Regions from separate parts of the Zea mays genome. Here regions 1 and 3 are each linked to region 2. The links are chromatin contacts, called in public Hi-C maps. All regions are on one chromosome and are shown on one strand. Each heading gives the region's core, a stretch centred on a gene start, on an enhancer-like site or on the middle of the called end of the contact. The rest is flanking DNA. Distances are from core to core; before and after follow the strand shown. Region 1 holds the start of LOC103632716 (vacuolar iron transporter 1.2-like). Region 2 holds the start of LOC103632715 (probable xyloglucan endotransglucosylase/hydrolase protein 28). Region 3 holds the start of LOC100501482.

Region 1 (3,694 bases), core at 1,041-3,540, 150 kb before region 2:
GGATTTACAGGGCAGTTAGGAACACGCTTCTAGAAATCCTTGCTAGGTGTACTACTAGGTAGTAGTAGTAGTTGAGGAGAAAATAGAGGCAAAGCCCAAAGCGGAACCCAGTTTGGGCCTCCGGTTGCCGAATTACACAGCCCAACATCAGTCATTTAATTTACCAGTAGATAGATAAAAACAAATGGATCCAAAGCCCAGCGGGTCACAGTTTGGAATCGACTTGACCTAAATAATAATCCACATCTGACAATAGTACACCACGCAGCCATCAAACAAAGAAGCAGTGACCGTAGCCACGTATGCATATAGAGCTGCACTTATTTTCCCTCGCCAACCTAGCCGGCCGGTGATGATTGATATGGGGCATGCGGCGACCGGCCTGCTTCACTATTTTTGCTGCATCACACCAGTCTTCATATGGACTGCACGGCCCTGGCCATGGCGAAGGCGGCGGCGGAGGCGAGCGCGCCGACGACGGTGGTCTGGACGGCGCTGAAGAAGGGGCGGTCGCCCGTGAAGCGGCCCTTGACGAAGCCGAAGAAGAGCAGCGCCGCGAGCGTCACGGCGACGGACACGGCCATGGCGCGCGCGGCCTCCGGCACGAACATGTAGGGGAGCAGCGGCACCAGCCCGCCCGCGACGTAGGACAGCGCGATGGTGGCGGCGCTCACCAGCGCGCGCCGGGGCTCAGGCCTCTCCAGCCCGAGCTCGAACTTCATCATGAACTCCAGCCACGCCTTGGGGTTGTTGCGGAGGGAGGTCACCACGGGGCCGTACTCCTCCGGGCCCAGCCCGTACTGCGACAGGATGTCGGCGATCTCGGCGGCCTCTGCATTATTTGCATGCGAAATGTACAGGACGGACGAGGCGATGGTCAGACGACCTTACTACATATGCATTAGCCGTCTGAAGAGAAGAAGGTGAGCTCGTCGCGGGCGGTTGCGTTTGCTTACCGACGTCGGGGACGGTGTCGATCTCGTCCTGCTCGCGCTGCAGCTCCCGGTTGTAGTGGTCAGCCTCGCTCTTCGCCGCCAGGTACCTGAACGCACGCACAGCACAGCAACTGAAGAGGTTAGTTTTGGTGGGTGGGTAGCTGGGCTCAAACGTCATTTATTTGGGTCAGATTCGTGCGGGCCGAATTGCGTGAGTGCAGGCCCACAAGCTGTTGGAAACACAAACAAACAAATGAATAAAATAGCAGTTCGCAATTTTGGATCGCAATTTTTCTGAATTCTTGTCTCTTTCCTGACCAGTGACCAGAGTGCTGCACTGCAGAGAGCAGTAATTGCATCTGTGGATTTTTTTTCTTCCTGTGGAAGAAATATGACGCTAGTTTGCCTTATAGAACTTATGCTTCTGGAAGAGAAGTATTGTATTTACAAACGTCTAGCTATGTTTAGTCATGTTTGTACTGAGTCGTCATATATACATTTCGATACCAAAAACACACACTTTCAGACGTGTCCGGAGGCCCAAAAGTACTTCAAATTTCAGAGAGTGTGTTATGCATGTAACGAGTATCCATCGGAAAATGTTTCCGAGCATGAGAAACGCCCTTTTATAAATTAATTAACTGGCGATCAGGAGTTTTAATTAGCAACTGATTACGTTTGCATAAACGCGCTGTAATGCGCAGAAGAATACGAAACTGAAACCAACAGCTGCATGCACGATCTGTAACGTTGGGAAGAAACAAGGGCATGTGAAGCCAAGATGAGCTCAGCACCAGCCATCAGTTATGCTAATACGCATGTCGGGTTGCTGACCGCACCGCGGCACCAGTGAACTGAAGAAGCAAATCGAGAGAGAGAGAGATGCGGTCTCGGATGGAGCATGCATGCGCGGAAGAGAATGGGGATCCATGCGAAGCTTACCCTCCGAGCCCCATGGAGATGGCGCCGGCGGCGACCTCGGCGAGCCCCGCGGTGAGCACGAGCGCGGAGGAGGCGTTGGCGCCGGACAGCCCCGCGGCGAGCGCGAAGGGCACGGTGAGGCCGTCGGAGACGCCGATGATGATGTCCCGGACCACCTCGCCCGCTGTGAAGTGCTTCTCGGTGTGCTTCTCCAGCAGAAGCTGCTGCTTCTCCTCGTCCTGCACCAACGTCGTCTTGCCGCCGTTCAGCGCCATCTCTTCTCGCACGCTCAAGACTCAAGAGGGGGAGGGGGAAAAAAGATCGCGCGCTATTAGCTAAGCGTTCGTTTGATTAGTCTTGGAGTGATTAATCAGCCTGTGGGCTGTGGTGTTTGTGCTAAGATCTTGCTGCTAGCTGCGAGGTTTTCTGTTGGTGAGGCGAACGCTGAGCTGGGAGGGGCATTTATAGGGGTTAGCTAGCTCGGGCGGAAATGACCAACTTGGACATGGGGTGGTAGTCGATGTTGCTTTTGTGGTTTTGGAGTGGGTGGCTGTGGCTTCACAAAGATTCAAACCAGTGTGAATGTCTGGTTTCTCTTTCGCACCTGACTTCATATTTTTTAGAATTTTTTTTATAAAAACATGTTTCAGATCCCTAAAAAATCCATTCTAGATGTCATTTTAATTTTGACATTCCGCCTTAAAATAAGTTTAGTGCAGGGACCAAGCTTCTACTCATTTTTTTCTTCACAACAAAAAGAATCCAAAAAGTTTAGTGTAGGGACCAAACTTCTACAAAAAAACATATCATGTTTTCTCAACCGATTCCACCTGTTTTCACTGAGTCACTAACGAAAGCTTAAGAATGACCACACCAGTTTTTAGACACCAATGATTTGAGAGATTTTTGCCATGTTTGTTTCAGCTTCTCGCCACCAAAAACTGTTGCGGACTAACAAACGCTCAGCTTTTCAGGCGACTTCTATAAAAATTAATTTGGTAAAAATAATCACTCTGAATGGTGAATCGTCGGGATACGATGAATTATACTGGTTTAGGCTTACGCCCTAGTCCAGTGTAGTGTTGATCGTAGTATTGGCTGGACAGTGTCACAAATTGTGCATGTGTATGAAGAAAGAGGGGCGTCCCTTTTATAGTTCAAGGGAACTTTACATAGGTGGTATGTTTTCCTCTAGAGAGAGAGGTCTGCTTCCTTGGGTACTGAAGCGTATCCTCGGGGTCCGTAGGGTCGAGTGTGGGTAGCTGTACTTCCGGCGTGGCGCACTGCGTCATCTGTCCGGTATGTAGGTCCCTGTAGCGAGTTTGATGGTGTCGTAGTGGCATGATGTGTTGCCCCGTCTTTCCTGGTGCGTGGATCACTATAGTGACTCCGGTGCTGAAGTCCCCCATGACCGAGGTTGACTGGCCCCACAAGGCAGACATGATGTGCTAGGGATCGTACATAGGGTTGAAAACGGACGAGTAAAATCCCGTCCTGGCCCATACCGTTTTCTACATTTGACCCGACCATTTTCGCATTTATGGAAAAATATGGAAACAGGACGGAAACAGTAGAGGGTTTATTCTATCCGTTTTTGCATGATCCTATTTTTATTTGCATTGAACCCGTATTTATTTCTTATTTGATAAATATGGGACAAGCCTAATATACATTAGTATATAAACTAAAGCCTCGTGTCTTTAGGTGACAAATTATAGCACAAGTGGTCATTGTAACCATCGGCTCTTTTCAATGACAAGTGGTCTAAAATCTTAAACAACACCGGATGTAGCTAAATGTACACCATTAGCAACCGAACAACAATAGAATGTTGCCTC
Region 2 (4,067 bases), core at 933-3,432:
ATGTGCCCTTGGGCCATTTCTAAGTATTTTGGTGATTGAGTGTCAACACAAGTGTTTAAATGTAAATCTATGCCCATGGGTGAACAAAGTGCAAATCTAGAGCAAAGGTATGTTTCTAAGTCTTAGTACATTGGTTTTGTGTACTAATATACTTGTCTAAGTATTAGAAACAGGAAGAAGAAGAAAAGAAGAAAGCTGGCTGTGTACAGCCAAGAGGCTGTTTCGGTCTGGGGCACCGGACTGTCCGGTGGTGCACCGGACAGTGTTCGGTGGTGCACCGGACAGTGTCCGGTGCGCCAGGTTGCCTCGAGCGAAGTGGCCGCTCTCGGGAATTCGCCGACGGCGTACGGCTAAAATTCACCGGACTGTCCGGTGAGCCAACGGTCGGCCGGGCCAACGGTCGGCCGCGCGATCTGCGCGGGACACGTGGCCGAGCCAACGGTCGGAAGGGGGCACCAGACGTGTCCGGTGCGCCAACGGCTCCCGCATCTGCAACGGTCAACTGCGCTGTTTAAGGAAGGAAATCGGGCACCGGACAGTGTCCGGTGTGCACCGGACTGTCCGGTGCGCCCGATGACAGAAGGCAAAGATGGCCTTCCAGATTTGTTCTCAACGGCTCCTAGCTGCCTTGGGTCTATAAAAGGGACCCCTAGGCGCATGGAGGGAGACACCAAGCAACCTTAGAGCATTCTTGATCATCCACACTCAGTCTTTGCGCATCCGTTTGTTATTCTAAGTGATTCGAGCTCCGTTCTTGTGAGAACTTTGAGATAGTCTTTGAGCTCGATTCTTGGCCGTGTGTGTGCGCATTTCGCTGTGGATTTGTGTGTGTTGCTTCCCTCCCTTACTCCGTGCTTCTTTGTGAACTTTAAGTGTAAGGGCGAGAGACTCCAATTTGTGGAGATTCCTCACGAGTGGGATAAAGATAAGCAAGGCAAAACACCGTGGTATTCAAGTGGGTCTTTGGACCGCTTGAGAGGGGTTGATTGCAACCCTCGTCCGTTGGGACGCCACAACGTGGAGTAGGCAAGTTTTGTACTTGGCCGAACCACGGGATAAATCACTGTGTCTTCTCTGTGTTGAATTCTTTGTGATTGTCATATTGTGTAAGATCTCCTCTTTAGCCACTTGGCAATTATTGTGCTAACCCTTAACAAGTTTTTGTGGCTATAAGTTTAAGTTTTACAGGATCACCTATTCACCCCCCCTCTAGGTACTCTCAACAGGTACCTTCGGATTTGAATCAGAACAACAGTGGGAGAAACACGAACAATACGAAGATTGATGCAGCGCCGAAACTACGCGCAAGGGAGCTTCAGCATGACAGCAGGAAAGAAAACCGACTTAAAGGAGAAAAGGCTATTTAGACCCCGATGAGTTACCTTATAGTCATTAGCAAATGTAAAGGGCATGAATGTAATTTCACATGGGCTGCGTCTCATGCCTATAAATAGATGAACAGTACCCCGTACTGTTCACGCTGACTTGGTATTTGCTTTTGCATCACGCTTGTTCCTTTGCTGTCTATCAAATCGAAGGTACCAAATGTAATTCAATATTGTTTTTATGTTCTTATGATAATATAATGGAGATAAATTTATAATGCTATATGATTGTTTATGTTATCTTTTGTATTTTACACGCTTCTTCTATTACCATCTTACCTTCGATATTCGAAGGTATGTCCTTCATGATCTTTGTCTGAAGATCATTATATCCTAAGGAAAATAATGTTTCGAAAGACGAGGGCGTTAATATTTAACATTTTATGTTGACTTGTTCTTTATTCATAACATTTAAAAACAAGTCACCAACAGTATTATAAGGAGTGTACAGATTTCTTATATAGAGATGTGAGACCTTAAAAGTAAAACAGATATTTGCGCACGTAACCTAACTGGTTACTTCACTCAAGTCGGGGCGTCGTGCGTCCAGATAGGTAACGTCCAGTAAAAAAAAACTCAGAGAGCCGAGCGCTCCTTGGCCCTTGGATTGGATTGCGTACGTCAGGCTGTTGTTGTAGTAGTCAGCACAGGCCGGGCCCCAGGAATCCAGGAGGCGTTGGCCCCGCAGTCCTCCGTGGTGGGGCGACCACGTCAGCTGGGCCTTCGAATTCCGAAATGAAACAGCGGCACAGCGCTCGCCAGGCGCACGGCCCGAGGAGGAAAAGGCAGGCAGCCTCACGGGAAAGCGCTGATGCGAGGCAGAGGTCCGTCCGTCGCAATAGGGCTCGCAATAAAACCGCTCCCCACTGTCTCCGGCCGCACCGGGCTGAGGAGGCCATCGGACGCACAAGGACAGCAAGCAGAGTGCAGGGCCGGAGCGAGCGACCGAGAGTGTGTGTGAGAGAGAGATGGCGTCCAGCGCCTCGTGTACCCTGCTGCTGCCAACGCTCTCGCTCGCGGTGATCCTGCTCGCGCTGTGCGCCCGCGGCGGCGAGGCCAGGCCGCCGCCGCCGCTCCACGGCGTGCGCCCGCTCGCCTTCGACGAGGGGTACACCCAGATCTTCGGCAGCGCCAACCTCGCGCTCCTCCGCGACGGTAGGCGCGTCCGCCTCACGCTCGACGAGTCCACCGGTGAGCTGCCCTGCTGCCCCCTTCAGTTTCTCCTCCCTTCCGTGATTTCTGGCCGAGCCGGGGGGGGGGGGGGGGGGGGGGGCGCATTGCACTTCTTTTTTCTTTTCTTTTGCCGGATCGGTCCCCAGCTGGCACTGCAGCAGCGGCAGCGGAGGGGCGCCGTTGCGATTTTTCGCTAACGCCTGGGTGTTGTTTGCGAAACCTCACGCCTTCCTCCGCCCAGGAGCCGGGTTCGCGTCGCAGGACGTCTTCCTCCACGGCTTCTTCAGCGCCGCCATCAAGCTGCCCGCCGACTACGCGGCGGGCGTCGTCGTCGCGTTCTACGTGAGTCGGTCGTGAGCCAAACTTGTCCGCCATGTTGTGCTGAAAGAGAAGGCGTTTCACTCATTTTTGTCCCCGCTCGCCAACGATGCAAATGCAGCTGTCGAACGGCGACGTGTACGAGAAGACGCACGACGAGCTGGACTTCGAGTTCCTGGGCAACGTGCGCGGCCGCGAGTGGCGGGTGCAGACCAACGTGTACGGCAACGGCAGCACCGACGCCGGCCGGGAGGAGCGCTACGACCTCCCCTTCGACCCCACCGACGACTTCCACCACTACTCCATCCTCTGGACCAGCGACCGCATCATGTGAGTTTTTCTTCTTGCCTGCGTCACTCGCCGTCGCCCGTGCAGTTTTCCTCTTCCGTGTCTCATCTTATGCTCGGCGCGCTTCGTGGAAGGGCTTAGCAGAAACAGGAAACGTCTCTCTTTCTTTCTCCGTGTCTCTCTGCCCGTGCTCAAAGTCCTCGGGAGTCGCCGTCCTTTTGGTTGCCTCTTTTGCTGCTGCTGGCGTCGCCACCTCTGCCCCAGTGCCCCCGGCTAATTTGGGGGGCCTTTCCGAGATCTTTGCGCCCGTTTAAATGCGCAACTCTTGGACTCACTCACTGTCCAAAAGGAGAAGCTAAAAGATTTTCTTGTCATAAAAAGGGAGGGTGATGGAATCCAATGGAAATGTCAGAAGTACTAACGTTCTTGCATTCAAATTTAAGTATTGTTTCCTGGTGCTCGTGTCCAATTGGCAGTTTCTACGTCGACGAGACCCCGATCCGGGAGGTGGTGCGGACGGCGGCCATGGGCGCGGCGTTCCCGTCCAAGCCCATGTCCCTGTACGCCACGATCTGGGACGGCTCCGCGTGGGCCACGCTGGGCGGCCGGTACCGCGTCAACTACAAGTACGCGCCGTTCGTGGCCGAGTTCGCCGACCTCGCCATCCAGGGCTGCGCCGTCGACCCCGCCGCCGACCACGCCGTGGCGTCGTGCGGCGCGGGCCTGGGCCTGGCCCCGCTCGCCGTGTCCGCGGAGCAGCGCTCGGCCATGGCGGCGTTCCGGCGCGCCCACACCTCCTACTCCTACTGCCACGACCGGCGGCGGTACCCCGTCGCGCTGTCGGAGTGCGGGGCCGGCGCGGGGCTCCTCCCCGGCCGCATGTTTGGCCCCGACGGGATGAAG
Region 3 (3,853 bases), core at 214-2,713, 220 kb before region 2:
AGGAAGAACCCGAGCTTGACCCGGTTGAAGCGCTTCCGCAGGAATGTGGGGAGCACCATGAGATGGTAATCGTGCACCCAGACGAAGTCTTCGTCGGGGCTGATCACCTCCAGGATCTTGTCGGCGAAGATCTTGTTGACCGACACGTAGGCCTGCCAGAGGAGGCGGTCGAAGCGGCCGCCTAGCTCCGGCGACAGTGGCAGCATGTAATGGAACAGTGGCCAGAGCTGCTGCTTGCAGAAGCCGTGGTAGAAGCGGGAGCGGAGGTCGGCGGGCAGGAAGGTGGGAACGCAGCGGAAGCCCTCGAGGAGGTCGTGCGCGACCTGGTCGTGCTCGGCTGGGGGCACGTCGTCGCGGAGGCCGCCGACGTAGACGAACTCCACGTCCGCGCGGCCGTGGTGCGCGCGGAGGCTGTCCTTGACCTGCAGGAGGAGGCTGTCCTGGTCCCACGCGAAGTCCCACCCGCCGCCGCCGGCGCCGGCGGCGGCGCGGCGGGAGGCGCGGACGGGGAGCTGGTTGGCGACGATGATGACGCGCTCCCGCGGCGCGTGGGAGGACTGGTCGGCGGCGGAGGCGGCGTCGGAGACGTCGAGGTCCGGCACAATGCCGGAGGCCGTCACGACGCGCGGTATCCGGCGGCGCCCCAGCGACGGCAGCGGCTCGCCGCCGCTGCCGCCGGCGGCGAGCTCCAGGAGGTTCGAGTAGGATCTGGACACCATGCCCGCACGGGCGACGTCACAGCGAGCTGCCTGCCGCTGAACCTCCAAACAAGGATTCGATCTTTCACCGCTCGCCCTCCAAACCAAGATCCGGCGAACAGTACTCTGGAGAGGGTCTCAAGAAAAAGCTTCGCAGGCAGCTTAAGAATGAACGGCCGGCGGAGATGGAAGAGGATCTGCTGTCCACCAGTCTCCGGCGGCGAAGAGATAAATCTCGGCAAGGGAATCGAATCCGCAGAGCAACTAGTAACAATCAGAAAACCGAAAAGGCTGCCCTCCCTCCCTCCCTCCCTTTCCGGAAAAAAAAACCCACAAGCAGCTTTCGGCCGAAATCAATCCGGACGACCGAGCAACGACGTCTCAGGTGCTCCAGCTGGGACGGCCACTACCACTACCACACCTCGACAGACCGGCGGCAGGGGGGAGACAGAGTCTCGCGCGCTCGCCGACGACGACGACCCGGTCCTGGACCGGCATTTGGCCACCTCCGCCTCGCCCTCGCTCTGCAACGCACGGCAGCGCCAGGCAGCCGCTGCCGCAGCCGCAGCCGGCAGGATGGGTAGGAACCGGCTGGATGGAGAAGAAAGGATTTGGCGGGGCAGGGAAAGCAAACCCCGTTTCCAGGAAGGAGGAGGGATTCGAGCGAGGCGTGGGCTGGCAGCGCCGCTCGCTGGATATAGGAGGCGGCGCGGAACGGAAGCGATTCTTGGCCTCGGGTCGCGTGCAGGGGGCGTGGTGGACTGGTGGTGGTGGCTCTTGAGCGATCGCAAGAGACGCTGAGATGTGTTTGTTTAAGTAGCAAGCAGCAGGAGCAGCAGCCGAGAGAACGAGTTGCGATAAGCTTTAGCGTTTTATTTTATTTTAGTTTAGTAGCAGAGACGCCGATCCGGAGCCGAGCAGCCGAGCCGAGTGGCCTCGCGATGGAGACGCGCCGAATAAAATACTAGTAATACAACTCGGGCGATTTGCTGGAAACAACCCTGTGTTCTTGTTGTTTATCGCTTGGGTGGCCGCTTGCCCTCTGCCTGCCGTCCTGTCCTGCTGCCCACGCCCACCCACCCGCCCAGCAGCTGTTCGGATCACGATTATGGTATGCTGCTGCCTCGAACGAAAGCGTTATCCTGTTTGCTGGTTTTTAGATAGCGAGCACACGTTTTGGTCGCTCAAAGAGCGTGTTGGGGGAGGTGGGGATTTGTTCCTCCGGACTCTCTACCAAGGCAAGCAGGAACGGGACGGAAGCGTTCCTTGCGAAACCTGGAGTCTTATCTGTCGCCCGCCTGCTCCGTCTCCAATTTATTTATTTATTTATTTATTTATTTCCGTTCGTAGCTGCACGCCTGCACATACATGCGATCTTTTGACTTCAATTGTTTTTCCAAGAAAGGACTGGATAATGACGCGTTGTTTTTTCTCCTGCCAGCCAGCAACTCTTAAGCCCGTCCGCCGCCGCCCCATCCGCGCACTGCTAAAAACTGGACAAGGAATCAATCGCTCCTAAACAAATCCTGTGCCTGCAGCGCAGGAGTTTTTATTTTTTTATTTTTTTATTTTTTTTGCCCCCCGATCCGCCTCGATCGGCATGTGAATAACAGGAGGCCGAGGGACCACCGTGAAAAAAAAAGTTGGGTTGTTCACACGCAGAGACAGCGCAGTACAGGGGGAGCTAGCTGGAAGCGTGAGTTCCCACGATCTGCATCTGCCTGCCAGTGCCAAGGCGAGCGAAAAAGGGGACCACGCCGCGCTGAGCCCTATCCACTTCCGGACCCTCTCGCGCCGTCCGATCCCCATCGGGCGGCCGGGGCAGCCCGCGTGGGAAAATATCCGCCCGCGTCGGCCGTGTGAGATCGCCGCTCCCGCGCACGTGCGGCCGCCTACGTGTCGCCCGGGAAGGGCGCCGCGGCACGTGCCGCGGCCCAGCTGTCGCTCCCCCCGGGCAGGAAGAAAGAGAGGGTTTTTTTTCTTCCCTGTGGCAGGGGCCCGTCGGGAGCTTGGGTTTAGCCGGCCTGGACGGCTAAGACCAACTCCAGCAACACTCCGCATCCGTATTATACATGCTCTGAGTCACTATTTCGCTCTCCAGCAGGCTTCGCATCTGTTTCCGCAAAACAGACGCCGTGTACCTGCACTCCCCTTTTCCACGGTTTCTCTCTCCTCTCCCCAGAAGACTGCATGCGCCACCTCCTGCTCGCGGGCCCCAGCTGTCATAGACTGCATGCGGAGTGCAAATACGGAGTCTGCTGGAAACGGGGACGGATACGGAGAGGAGAGAGAAACTGTTGGCCGTGCTAAATAGGGATACGGAGAGAGAGTCTGCTGGAGTTGGTCTAAGGATATCCACAACCGTTACCTCTAAATTTTTTCATCTATGTTTCTCCTTATTTTTTATCTCCGGCAGCGGTTCCCTCTAAATACTCTCTATACCTCACTACAACTATAAAATATCATTTTCTATATAACTATCAATTTTTTATCTACTAACAATTACTCGTGGACTCACAGCACAGTGTTTAGGGTGATGAACAGTGGCACGCTAGATTTGGGGGAGAAAGAAGGAAGTCGACACGTAGGGGGCACCGCTGCGACCGTGGGATACCCCTACAGCCGGCATGCAAGGGGATGGCTAGCGTTTACTGCTGCGCACAGCCTAAGACCAACTCCAGCAGTGTGCGACTCCGTATCCCTAAAACGCGCGGCCGACACATTCTCTCTCCTCTCCGTATCCGGCTCCGTTTCCAGCAACACTCCCCATCCCACTCCGCATGCAGTCTATGACACATGGGCCCCGCCAGCAGGCGCGCGCGCACGCAGAGAGTTGCGGAGAGGAGAGAGAAAGTGTGGAAATGGGGAGCGCAGGGACACGGCGTCCATTTTGCGGAGAGGGATGCGGAGTCTGCTGGAGCGCGCAACAATGCCTCAGACCGCGCAAAATGGGGATGCGGAGTCGGATATGGAGTCTTGCTGGAGTTGGTCTAAGGAGAGGCCGCTGGCAGCGGCAGTGCCGAGGACGAGGACGGGGAGCAAGCACGCATGTGAATGCCACGCTGGGGACCTTCCTACCTTGTTGTAGACACCGGAAAAAAATCTTATTTAGGATTAAATCTTGTTCGGTTCTTTTTGTTACACATAGATTAGAT

Evidence for each region. A called contact is a pair of places that touch in the nucleus more often than the background predicts.
Region 1: a contact with region 2 is called in a Hi-C map of endosperm, with 3 times the contacts expected there. The contact joins the promoter of LOC103632716 here to the promoter of LOC103632715 in region 2. A contact is called at or near these places in 3 of 25 Hi-C or Micro-C datasets (bundle sheath, ear and endosperm).
Region 3: a contact with region 2 is called in a Hi-C map of endosperm, with 4 times the contacts expected there. The contact joins the promoter of LOC100501482 here to the promoter of LOC103632715 in region 2. A contact is called at or near these places in 3 of 25 Hi-C or Micro-C datasets (bundle sheath, endosperm and leaf mesophyll).

Annotation. Positions count from the first base shown.
Region 1 is chr7:112,563,195-112,566,888 of Zm-B73-REFERENCE-NAM-5.0, reverse strand. It overlaps LOC103632716 (vacuolar iron transporter 1.2-like), which reads right to left and starts at 2,290. Exons shown (of 3, transcript NM_001319724.1): 1 at 1,878-2,290; 2 at 957-1,042; 3 at 188-832. The coding sequence starts at 2,131. The coding sequence ends at 417.
Region 2 is chr7:112,408,118-112,412,184 of Zm-B73-REFERENCE-NAM-5.0, reverse strand. LOC103632715 (probable xyloglucan endotransglucosylase/hydrolase protein 28) reads left to right here and starts at 2,182. Exons shown (of 4, transcript XM_008654459.3): 1 at 2,182-2,576; 2 at 2,800-2,900; 3 at 2,998-3,206; 4 at 3,641-4,067. The coding sequence starts at 2,354.
Region 3 is chr7:112,624,853-112,628,705 of Zm-B73-REFERENCE-NAM-5.0, reverse strand. LOC100501482 reads right to left here and starts at 1,463. Exons shown (of 3, transcript NM_001366928.1): 1 at 1-1,463. The coding sequence starts at 719.